Regions from separate parts of the Zea mays genome. Here region 1 is linked to region 2. A link is a contact called in public Hi-C data. All regions are on one chromosome and are shown on one strand. The core of a region is the stretch at or near the end of the contact, and the rest is flanking DNA. Distances in the headings are between cores, read along the strand shown. Region 1 holds the start of LOC100285952. Region 2 holds the start of LOC103626423.

Region 1 (6,330 bases), core at 718-3,217, 230 kb before region 2:
CACATTATCATAATATATCATAACAACAAACTAGATAACCATGAGCAGATGAACCACAACAGTCTGACAAATATATAAACTGCCTTGGTACATGGGATAGGTACCATGTGGTTGGTACTAGCTAATATACTTACCGGCATGTATGTACTTGAGAGCTCGAAGAAGTTGGTACAGGAAAAACTGGTGATGTTCAGGGGTGAGGTCATCATTCGCCCTGATCACTTGATGGAGATCCGACTCCATGAGCTCAAAAACAACATAGATGTCTTGGAACTCCCTCCGAGAAGGAGGGAGCATGATGTGCTTAATCTCGACTATGTCTGGGTGACGAAGCAACCGGAGGAGCTTGATCTCCCGCAGTATGCGTGTGGCATCCGAGACGTGCTCAAACACATCATTGATCTTCTTGATAGCAACCCGCTCACCGGTGCGGGTGTCCACAGCTGCAGCAACTACTCCGTAGCTCCCTTTACCAATGACTTCTTGGATCTGGTACTGGCTTGCCTCTCCGTACTCTGTGAAGAACTCCATTTCTACTGAGTTCTGTAAGACCGCAATTTCAAGTACATATTGAAGTTAACCAGAGATATACAGAATGATGAGTATCCAAGGAATGACTTGTTACAAAATACCTGTAGTGAAACAACCTATGGCTAACTGAACAGTAGTGTATCCTATCGCTGAGAGATGTTCGTCAGCAAATCAAATGGAATGGCCGCATGACATGCATCTACAAGTTTATAAAGCTAGGATCTTTCCCCTGGGCCATGACCGACCAACTAAAAATTGACTTTTCACTAAAGACGCGGTCAGCTAATTCAGTAGGAACACACGCGAGGACAAGACTTTTTCTCATTGAGCTAGTCGAATCCCTAACAGCAACAGGCAAAGGAAAACTGGAGGTACAGGTGCAGATCAAGTCTACCTCATTGAAGCCGAGCCGGTGCCCTGGTCAGCTGATCAGATTATCAAAAACACAAGTGGGCAACTTAGAGAAGATTTCCCCACAGGATCAGTATAACGCGGACGATGCCAGCAATTGCCGAGATATAGAGCTAATAACTGAAGTTTGACGGCGCAAGACGAGAGCACCATACTACTATTACAGTAAGTAGGAGCATATATATACGATTATTTCATAAGCTGGGAAATCGGAGTAAAGGCAGCACCGATCAGATCGAAAATAGAAAAGCATCACCCGCACAGCTCCCCAATGCATACGCGGAAGGAAACGAGGCAGTCACTCTCCTGCCCTCCTACAGCTACAGTCCTACTACATGGCAAGAAATTGCACGGCACGCGAGCAGCCAGATCCCAAGAAAATCCGACCTTGGCAAGAGATTTCCCGTGACCCGCGGGTCAAGGAGCAGCAGGAGGAAGGCAGAGTCGTCCGCCCGCCCCCACCCAGTCCACAGTCCACAGAAGCGAGCGAGCGAGCAAGGCAAGGCAACGGAGGCGGGTCCAGTCGGTCGCTCACCTTCCTGTGGCTCTCGACGGGCAGCGGCATCTTGCGCTTGGGCACGCGGATGGCGCGGAGGCCGAGGAGATCCGGGTCCTCGATGACCTCGAGATCGGATGAGCCGTCGTCCGCTTCCCCCTCGCCGGCGAGGGACGACTGGTTGGAGTTGGAGGTGGAGCCTTCGCTCCGGCGGTGGAACCAGCGGCGGAAGCCGTGCACGATCGCGCCCCCTCCGCCCATGCTCCTAGCCCTGCGCGCCCGACGGCATTGGCTGCCCGCCCGCCCGCCCGCTTAACTATATACACACCACACGTCCACCCGCTCCAAGCAAGCTCCTCCTCTCCACTCCTCCCTTCGGTTTTCTGTCCTTACTCGCGGACGCTTGCTTCCCTTCCCCGACGTGCTACTCCCACCCGGGCCAAGTCCAAGGGGGGAAGCCCCCGAGTCGTCGGCGCCGTGGGGATGGGGACTGGATTGACGGATTGAAGAACGGAAAATGATGGGCGTGATGGGAATGAGCGGGATCTTGTTATACCAGTTGGGATTGGATGGACGGCTTTCTTCTAATTTGTAGAGAAAAGAAAAATCTAGATAAAACAGTGACGTCATCGTGAGTGGCTCCCCTGCTTGATAATATATAAAAACAGTTATTTTAGCACCTTATATAAGCTAATAATAAGCTTTGCCAAATCAGTCATATAAGCTAATGGGCTGCTGGCCACGCGTTGCTTGTTGCAGGAGGCGAGAGCATCGCCTACTCCACCAGGCCATGGCCAGCTGTGGCTGCAACCGCGTCGTCGTGGATGAATGGATCGCTCAACTTGCACCGTTGCCCGGATGAATGGATGTCTCAGACATCCCACAGGCCACAGCATGTGCAGAAAGAGAGACCGAATGTGCCGCGTCACAGGCTTTGGTTGGGAGCGTGCGTGACAGCGAGAACCGAACCTGCTGGCTGTAAAAGGACCTGGTCAGCGAGATTCTCTACTCTATTCTACAATCTTCCGCAATCATATTTACTCTAAATCTCTACCCTATACCAACTACCATATATTCTATTTTTTCATCTCTCCTGTCCCCACTCAACCCACACTCAACTGTCAGCCAACCAATGGAAATAGGAGAGAGATTATGCAGTTGGGGGGAAACGTGCGCTGACTGTGGGGTTCGGAAAACTTACAGTGCTCTTTTCAGTCACCCGTTGTAGCAACTCTGAGCGCTATATGATACTGTAAATATTTGAGGTTGAGTTTTACCGTCACCACTGCGGATAGCCTAATCACCGGGCTCGGTCAGCAGTCGCCCGGATCGGATGAGCGGCGAGTTATTATTAGGGCATATATGTTGGTGATTTATTTTCGATTGCTTCATGGCATAAAAAAAGTAACACAAGTTCGATGGATATACTCTTCAGGATAATCATATGGGAGAAGAAACGAAGGTGACGGAATTGTTACAATATATTGTGTACTCGTGATAAATCCTTTCTCCCTAACGGTTATTTCCAAGGGACACACCCCTTAGGAGATACTGTTTAGACTTGTATAAGAGAATCCTCTCTGCAATAAAGGAAGATAACTGTCATTTGTACTATCTCTCAGTCTCGTTACCACTGCGCTCTAACACATTATCAGCATTGTGCTCGCGAGATCACAGAAGAATGAGAGATCGGTTTCAGGCAATTTTGATCTGTTCAGACAGGACGACATGGCGATGATGTCCGTGAACGCTTTATCTGTTGCTACTCTAGGCATCATTTCTTGCTTTGATTGATGGTGTGTCTTGTCTAGCACTATGGATCTACAACAATTCTGTAAGCATTAAAACATAGCACATTTTTAAGTCGAAACTTAACGGTCGTCATGCAAAATAAGGTTGCATTTTTTGAAAAGGCATAGGGTGATGGAGTCCTAAGCACTGGCTGCGCTAAATTCTTTATAAAGTTTAGTAGCCCAGAGACCGTGTTTTAGGCCGCATTTGAAATGCCTATCACTATGAGATCTACATCTTTCGAGATGATTACCTATATGTGCTACCCAAAAAGATCACGGACCACGCAGGCGTCGCGGGCTATGGAGCCAGGCTAGACGCTGCAGTCATAATGACAACTAAAAGAATTCTTTTAATTAAGTACTACTTAATTAAATGATGAATTCTTGCAAAATATGATACATATATATTTAACTTGGGATTATTCAACACATGATGGAGATCTAGGCTTTGGCCGCAATAAGTTCTTGGAATTTATTTGCCCTGAGACAAGCTTTTAGACAGCAAAAGGTTATTTGCCCATCAATAAGAGGTCTACATCATAAAGATGGTGATGATTACCTATATGTGTTTTCCCAAGTAGATATGTTGGAGATGTGATGTTGGTTATTCACCTTTATGGTGATTACCATTTTATTTTTGAAATTTTGGTCAAGCACAGGGTAGTGGAGTCCTAAGCATTGGTTGCGGTATGTTCTTTGAATATATCAGCCCTGAGACCATACTTTCAGGCAACAAAAGTTTTGCCCACTACTGGGAGATCTACTCCATTATTTCATGACATGGAGATTATCTACGTTGTGTCCACCAATTTTTCAAAAATCTGTTGGTACACTTTAAGTGATACCAGAATTTCTCCAACATATGAATATATGATATATTTTGCGACAAGATAAAATGGTTAAGCCATTTGAAGGATAATAATTTAATAGAGTTTGATGAACTCGCCTGATGGGCTTAATTATCCTTAATGTTCATTGGATATGTTCATTTCATTTTTGCATGATATGGGAATTCACCTCTTCAATTTGGAGGAAATGAGATGCTCTCTTTCTCTTACTGTTCTTATGAAAAGAACTTATGAAATCCCAATAGATGCATATTACTCATGAAAGCTAAGATATGAAGTGTACTTCAATCTTCCATCTGACATGATAACAGTGGTTAGTTGTGTAAATCGTGATTTGGACTAATCATGTAACAACACTTCATTTTCTAAGAGAAGACCACTTTGTTAGATGATTTGCTTTTGATGGATATTTAAATGATGCATGAGATTTGGTATAATCTCATAATGATGTTGTGATAGGTTCAACTCATGCGATGTGAGTTGAACACACTCATGTGATTTGAGTGTAAAAACTCATATGAATTTGAGTTAAACAAACTCATCGATTGGAGTTGATCACTCGTGTGATTTGAGTTGAACAAGCTCATCGATTCGAGTTGAACCAACTCATCAAGGGAGTTGAAGACTCATTGATTTGAGTTGTGCAAACTTGTATAGGGATTCTTCTAATTAAGGAAGAAACATGCAATGTGGAGAATTGAACCACAAACTCTATATATGGGGAAACAAAATATTCTCATATTCCTTTGGATAAAGGAAAGAATATTTTGACAATCGCTTCATGTGATATCATGATATGTTAATATCAAGTCCCTTTTGGTAATGGAAGTATCAAGGATGTGTTGATCTATCCTAATTTTATCTTACCAAATTATAGAGATATCCATATAATTTCTATCATGGGCAAACAAAGTTATAGTGATGGATATTGCATGTGTTTTTCGGAAACATTTTTTATGGATTGTATTCTACATACATCCTCCCGTACAATGTGTTGCATTTGTTATAACTTTTCAGGTGATGATACTGAAAGGGAAATGTGCCCTTGGGCCATTTCTATATTGTTTTGGTGATTAAGTGCCCAACACATATTCTCTAAGTGTTAAATTGTGCCAAAGATTGAAGAAGTGCAAATCATGTAACAAGGTACGTTTCTAGACTTAGTACGTTGATTTGGGTATTAATGTATTGTGTCTAAGTGCTAGAAACAGGAGAAAATAGATTGGGAAAGAGTTGGCTGTGTACAGCCAACTGCTGCTCGGTCTGGGTGCACCGGACTGTCCGGTGGTGCACCGGACAGTGTCCGGTGCGCCAGACGAGTCCAAGATGAACCGGCCGCTCTCGGGACTCGACGGCGGCGTACGGCTAAAATTCACCGGACAGTCCGGTGGTGCACCAGACTGTCCGGTGAGCCAACGGCCGCTAGCGCAACGGTCGGTCGCGCAATCCGCGGCGACGCGTGGCCCGCGCCAACGGTCGGCTGGGGGCACCGGACTGTCCGGTGTGCACCGGACAGTGTCCAGTGCGCCAACCAGCCCGGAGTTGCAACGGTTGGCTGTGCCAAATTAGGAAGGAGATCCGCACCGGACATGCTACAGTGACTGTTCGGTGGTGCACCGGACTATCCGGTGCGCCACCCGACAGAAGGCAAGAATTACCTTCCTTGTTGGTCTCCAACGGCTCCTAGCTGCCTTGGGGCTATAAAAGGGACCCCTAGGCGCATGGAGGAGTCACCCAAGCATACTTCAAGCGTTCTAAGTCTTCCACACTCCGTCTCCGCGCACTTGATCGACTGTGTTAGTGATTTGAGCTCTGTTTTAGCTGTGAACTCGTTGTGCTTCATTTTGAGCTCAAGTATTGGCTTGTGTGCGTGTGTATTGCTGCGGATTTGTGTGTGTTGCTTCCCATCCTTACTCTAGTGCTTTCACTGTGATCTTTGTTGTAAGGGCGAGAGACTCCAACTTGTGGAGATTCCTCGCAAACAGGAAAAAGAGATAAGCAAAGAAAAGTCGTGGTATTCAAGTTGATCATTGGATCACTTGAAAGGGGTTGAGTGCAACCCTCGTCCATTGGGACGCCACAACTTGGAGGTAGGCGAGTGTTATACTTGGCCGAACCACGGGATAAACACTGTGTCTCTTGTGATTGCTTTTCTATGATTACTTGTGTGTTCGCAAGAGCTCGCTACTTAGTCGTACTAACACTTAACCAAGTTTTGTGGCTATTTAGTGTTGATTTTTACAGGATCACC
Region 2 (6,209 bases), core at 2,144-4,643:
AGATAGGAAATTGAGTTTGATTTGCAAAAACAAACCAAGTGGTGGCAAAGAATGATCCAAATATGCCAAATTTGAATCAAAACAAATTTGTGTACTCATTCGCATTGATGTTGCACTTCTTTTAGTTGCTTTTTGTTGTGTTGGCATAAATCACCAAAAAGGGGAGATTGAAAGGGAAATGTGCCCTTGGGCCATTTCTAAGTATTTTGGTGATCATGTGCCAACACAAATGGTTTAAGTATGAAACTATGTCAAATGGTGTAAGAAGTGCAAATCAATACAAAGGTATGATTATAGACTTAGTACATTGGTTTTTGTGTACTAACATATTTGTCTAAGTGCTAGAATCAGAGAAAAGACAAAAGGAAAAAGAGTTGGCTGTGTACAACCAACTGCTGTTCAGTCTGGGTGCACCGGACTGTCTGGTGGTGCACCGGACAGTGTCCGGTGCGCCAGGCTGGCTCTGGTGAAAAGGCCACTCTCGGGATTTCGTCGGCGGCGTACGGTTAAAAATCACCGGACTGTCCGGTGGTGCACCGGACTGTCCGTGAGCCAACGGTCGGTCGCGCAATCCGCGCGTGATGCGTGGCCGGGCCAATAGTCTGATGGGGGCACCGAACTGTCCGGTGTGCACCGGACAGTGTCCGGTGCGCCAACGGCTCCAAATCTTCAACGGTCGGCTGCGCCAGAATAGGAAAGAAATCAACACCGGACAGTGTCCGGTGGTGCACCGGACTGTTCGGTGCACCACCCGACAGAAGGCAAGGATAGCCTTCCTGGATTGCTCTCCAACGGCTCCTAGCTGCCTTGGGGCTATAAAAGGGACCCCTAGGCGCATGGAGGAGACAACCAAGCATACTCTAAGCATTCTTGATCATTCACACTCCGTCTTTGCGCACTTGATTGGCATTCTTAGTGATTTGAGCTCCGTTCTAGTGGTGAACCTTGTGTTATTCATTTGAGCTCAAGTCTTGGTTGTGTGTGTGCGTATTGCTGTGGATTTGTGTGTGTTGCTTCCCTCCCTTACTCTAGTGCTTTCACTTTGATCCTAATTGTAAGGGCGAGAGACTCCAAATTGTGGAGATTCCCCGCAAACGGGAAAGAGTAAAGAAAGAAGAACATCGTGGTATTCAAGTTGATCATTGGATCACTTGAGAGGAGTTGAGTGCAACTCTCGTCCATTAGGACGCCACAACGTGGAGTAGGCAAGTGTTATACTTGGCCGAACCACGGGATAAATCATCGTGTCTCTTGTGTTTGTTCTCTCTGTGTCTATTGTGTTTCACAAGAGCTTAGTTCTTAGCCACTTGATTTAAATTGTGCTAACACTTAATCAAGTTTGTGGCTTTAAGTTTTAAGTTTTTACAGGATCACCTATTCCCCCTCCTGTAGGTGCTCTCACCTTGTGGCACACCGGACAGTCCGGTGCGACCTGACTGTCGCAGGCTGTCTCTGACCTTCTGACGCTTCAGACTGTTGTGGGAGTCGACCGTCGCTCGTGGGCTCACCGGACAGTCCAGTGACACACTGGACAATCCGATGATTTTTAGCCGAGGAGCGCTGCGTTTTCCCGAGAGCGGCCAGTTCGCTGGGCGCGCCAGCCTGGGCACCGGACAGTCCTGTGCACCACGTGTTGGTGCAAGTCTGATTTACTCCATATTTATATAATTGGCCCAAGGGTTATTTTCCTTGTATGTGTATGTGAACTTTATGCATCTGAGGAAATATTAACTAGGCAAACTAGTTAGTCCATAAGGTTTGTGATGGTCGTCAAACACCAGAATCGATTATAGGAAATGTTTGAGGCCATTTCCCTTTCACTGTGGTAGCACAAGTGTCCACCTTACGTTCTTAATAGTACATGTGGTCTGGTGGTGGCTACGTGGCCGCTGGGGTCCATAGGACAGTGGTCGAGAGCGTGGTGAGTGTGGGGCCAACAGGGCATGACACCGAGGCAGGGGCATGGAGCGGGTCCAGTGTGTCAGCGCGGGGTGAGGACGTGGTAGCACAGGTGCCCACCTTACGTTCTTAATAGTAGTAGGGATATGTGATATAATATAATTCGGTATCTACCCTTGGATAGAACAAATATCAAGCCAACTCTTCTCGACTCATTAAGGAACGGAGCCAGAGACTCAGTTCGACTCTTCTCGTTTACGAGCTCGCGAGCAAAAAGATGTGCGCGCACACACATAGAGAGATGTAATCCATTGATAATAAATTCTAGACCATTTTAACACTAGAAAAGAATAACAATACTCGGATTTTCACACACCACATCAATTCAACACCAAATTAACATAGTTTATCATTTATTAGTTCATCCAACATAGGTGGAGGGCGTGTTTTACTCACAAAAGCTAGTTCATTTGAGCTAATAAGCTGGATCGAGCTAACTTCGAGCAAAAATGTTAACTCATATCGTGACAAAAGTAAAACGAGCGAAAGGGCCTCTAGCCTAGTGGTTAAGGACTTTCGAGTAGCACCTCCAAGTCCTGGGTTCGATTCCCCTTGTGAGCGAATTTTCAGGCTTGGTTAAAAAAATCCCCTCGCTGTGCCCCATCCGCTCTCGGGTTACGATGTCTTGTGCACCACCCTCCGGTTGGGCCGTTGCAGAGTGAACAGTTGACGTCAACCCGTTAGTGATGGGGGCCAGGGTTCGGGGATTTTCTCGGCCGGGACCATTGTTTCGGTCTCTTCTTAATATAATACCGGAAGAGCGGTCTTTCCCTCCCCGACCGAGTTTTTTTTGACAAAAGTAAAACGAGCCGAGTCAAGATTAAATCGAGCTAAACACAAGCCAAACAAGCTATCGGGTCACAAATATTTTGTTCAGCCCTAGCCTTGGATGGCAGCCACCTAGATTAGGGTCCCGTTTGGTTCCTTTAGTCTAGTGACTAAAGTTTAGTTAGGAGACTAAAGTTTAGTTAGGAGACTAAAGTTTAGTCCCTACCGTGTTTGGTTCTAGTGACTAAAACTATTCAAAACATATTAAATAAATCATAAGGGGACTAAAATATCCCTTAGCATTCTCTCACCATTAGTGCAACTGAAATAAAATAGGGCCAAAAGTGAAATTTATATGGTTTAGTCCCTTTTAGTCACCCCTTGAGGGACTAGAGACTAAAATAATTTAGTCCCAATTTTAGTCCCACCGTTTGACAATTTAGTGACTAAATGAGACTAAAATAGAGGGACTATCTTTAGTCCCTCCAACTAAACGGGGTCTAGATATTTTTTCAAATCAGGCTGTATTTTTGAAATATTCGAGTTATAAATATATAAACACGAAAAAGTTACAATATTCGGCGGCACTCTGGGCCCACCGTCTAGGCCCACTCGCATGGCCTTCCTTTCTCCCCCCAATCCCCACGGCCCACGGCGCGATCTGACGGAGTAACGGGTTTGGTTGGGTTTAGGCCCATCCCGAGCTCTTTCCGTCCGCCTGTCGACAAATGGCGGGGGCGGCGTGGCGATAGACGGCGCAGCCCGCGCTTTGGACGCGGAGGCGGGCACGCCTCCCGCGTGGGCGGTGCCTCCGCCCCGGGCGCAGGCAGGCCTCGCGGTCTCGGGGTTGCGTCACCGGTGCCGCCGGTGTCCGGTTGTCGGTTTGTGCGCCTAAGGACTGCTCTATTTTTCTTTTTTTGAGTTCCAGTCCAAGCAGTGAGCGTCTGCAGGTGGATAAACCCTTAGTCTATGATTACGCGGCGCCGCAGTTTAGCTTAGCGGTTTTTGCGGTACTTTCTACCATGTGCGTTTCCACTTCGTACGCCGCTCGTTAATTTTTCGTGGATTACTGAGTTCATTTAGCATTGATATTTTTTCATCGTTTCTTCTTCTTTTGGCACCCGAGGCTTGCCGGCTGCTATGACCGACTGATGAATGCAGGTTGTTGCTAGTATGATATGGTATATACATATACAATCAGAGAACGGGCCTGGAGATTGCATTGCACCATAAGGGGGGCCAGCTCCAAAATATTACTGTAGCAGGAACCAGGAATTGCTGAAATGTACGAAATAGAATTGAATCTTCTCAGAGCTAGTTTAAGTATATAATGTCATCGCGAGACTTTTACCAAAATGGAACTGGGAATCACAGATTGGTTGTGGTCTTCTGGGCGTAAATCTCCCTAGAACTAGTAAAGACATCGCCCTCAAGGACTGGCATTTACTTTTTCCCTCTCCTGGTTTCATAGAGAAATGAAACAGGGCGGTTTTGGAGGGAGCAAAAAAAAAGTAGATTTCAATGCCATTTTGGACTGCCCATAGATATGGTATGACATATATTCGTTTCCCAGGGGTCTACTGTATTATTATTATACTAATGGCACCGAAATGGCCGCGGCTTCATTTAATGCGATGTTGTTGTCTTTTGTCCCCCATTTTCTGCATGTCATTTTGTCAACAGATTCCCACGGACATTGCTAAAACCATGTGCTGTGGCAATTACTGCCATCATAGTTTGGTACTTAGTGGTTCCTGTAATTGCATTAGCATGTCAAATTTGATGCTACAAATCGCAAACAAAGAGGAATAAATAGAACGGTAGAGGTTTGCATGTTAATATTTTACCAGTTTCCCACTAGTTTTTTTTCTTGAAAACGAATACTCCATAGCTCAGAGAGTATGGCACCCTGAAAGCAACATGGTTGCAAGCTTTTGCATAGAAAAATAGTTTTGACTTTGGATGCTGATGTATTGCTTGAGTTACCATATCTCTTGGCTTTACTAACTTCTTTGTGCAGTTGTGCATCAGTCCAAATACAGGTCAACTTACCATTGAAACAAGCGATTCCACACATTTTAAAGCCCTGTCTTTTTCTTCATTTATATATTATATAAAGAGTGCTTACCTCTGACCCACTACGAAGGTCTCACACCAGAACCAGATTATACATCCTTAACAAATACTCAAAGTTTGTCGTCAAAATACCTTGATGACAGAATGATGGAAAGGCTTTCAGCGCTGGTTCTTGATGGTGACCCAGCGTCCTTGTCGACCATCTCTGAGACGCTTGCAAAGTTCAACTTCAGAGGTGCATGCGGATCTTGAACCATTCCATTTTGGAACCCCTCTTCCTTTCTGCATTTTTTTCTAAAAAAATGAAGTGTGTTCTAGAGGGAAAAAGGAAGTCAACAGGCACAGTATTCATTTCAAGCAATCTGAAATCTTTAAAACTGAGAACCTGTATATCAAATTAACTCATCCCTATTATTTTCCCTGGAAAAGAATTTCTATATATGTTAGTTGTGGTATCATATTTGCAGTCTGTATGAATTCTGAAGCTGATGGGGTGAAAACATGTTGACCTAGATCTATTTTGACAATACTTAAAGTATTCCTTCTCTTGACAAAGAAGTAGAGGAATTCAGATCCTCTGCCCTAAAAATCAATCTACACCTACTATATGATATTCAAGGGGCTTCTGTAGCATATTTTGTTTCAAGGATGTTTGGTGTCTTTTCCTATTTGTGAGTGCTTACTTGGATTCTGATCTGCGGTTATCATAATATTACACTTGTTGTATATCATAAGTTTGGGTATATGATATGACACTTTAGATTCCAATATCTGAATATTCCATTTTGTCGCGTATAGTAAGTTTGGGTGCACTATGTGACGACGTGACGTTTTAGATTCTGATTTCTGGATATTCCATTTTGTCGTATATAATAAGTTTGGGAGTACAGTAGGATGCATTGGATTCCAATTTCTGAGGATTCCATTTTGTCGTATATCATAAGTTTGGGCATACAGTATGACACAATGTTTTTAAGTCGAACGACTTGCTGGTCGTTCTGGCTGACCGACAAGGACGATTAATCGTGATTGGTTCAAACCGACTTGGACGATTAATCGCGACTAATCGCGATAAATCGGACGACTTGAAAACATTGGTATGACGCTTTGGATTCCAATTTCTGAGTATTCCATTTTGTCGTATATCATACGTTTGGGTTTATGCCTTTATGGTATGGTGCTTTAGATTCCAATCTCTGAATATTCCATTTTGTCGTGTATCATATGCTTGATTATACAGTATGACACTTTAAATTCAGTTTCTGAACGTATCATTTTGTAACGTATCATATGTTTTGGTGTATGGTATGACGCTTTAGATTCCAATATCTGAATATTCCATTTTGTCGTGTAGCTTAAGATTGGGTGTACGGTAGAGGATTATGTGGACTCAAAAGTGGAGGTGT

Evidence for each region. A called contact is a pair of places that touch in the nucleus more often than the background predicts.
Region 1: a Hi-C map of ear shows a contact between it and region 2, with 2.1 times the contacts expected there. The contact joins the promoter of LOC100285952 here to the promoter of LOC103626423 in region 2. A contact is called at or near these places in 4 of 25 Hi-C or Micro-C datasets (ear, endosperm, leaf and 1 more).

The regions. Positions count from the first base shown.
Region 1 is chr5:60,870,474-60,876,803 of Zm-B73-REFERENCE-NAM-5.0, reverse strand. LOC100285952 reads right to left here and starts at 1,967. Exons shown (of 11, transcript NM_001158841.2): 1 at 1,478-1,967; 2 at 135-543. The coding sequence starts at 1,699.
Region 2 is chr5:60,645,101-60,651,309 of Zm-B73-REFERENCE-NAM-5.0, reverse strand. LOC103626423 reads left to right here and starts at 3,393. Exons shown (of 10, transcript XM_023300127.2): 1 at 3,393-5,038. The coding sequence starts at 4,948.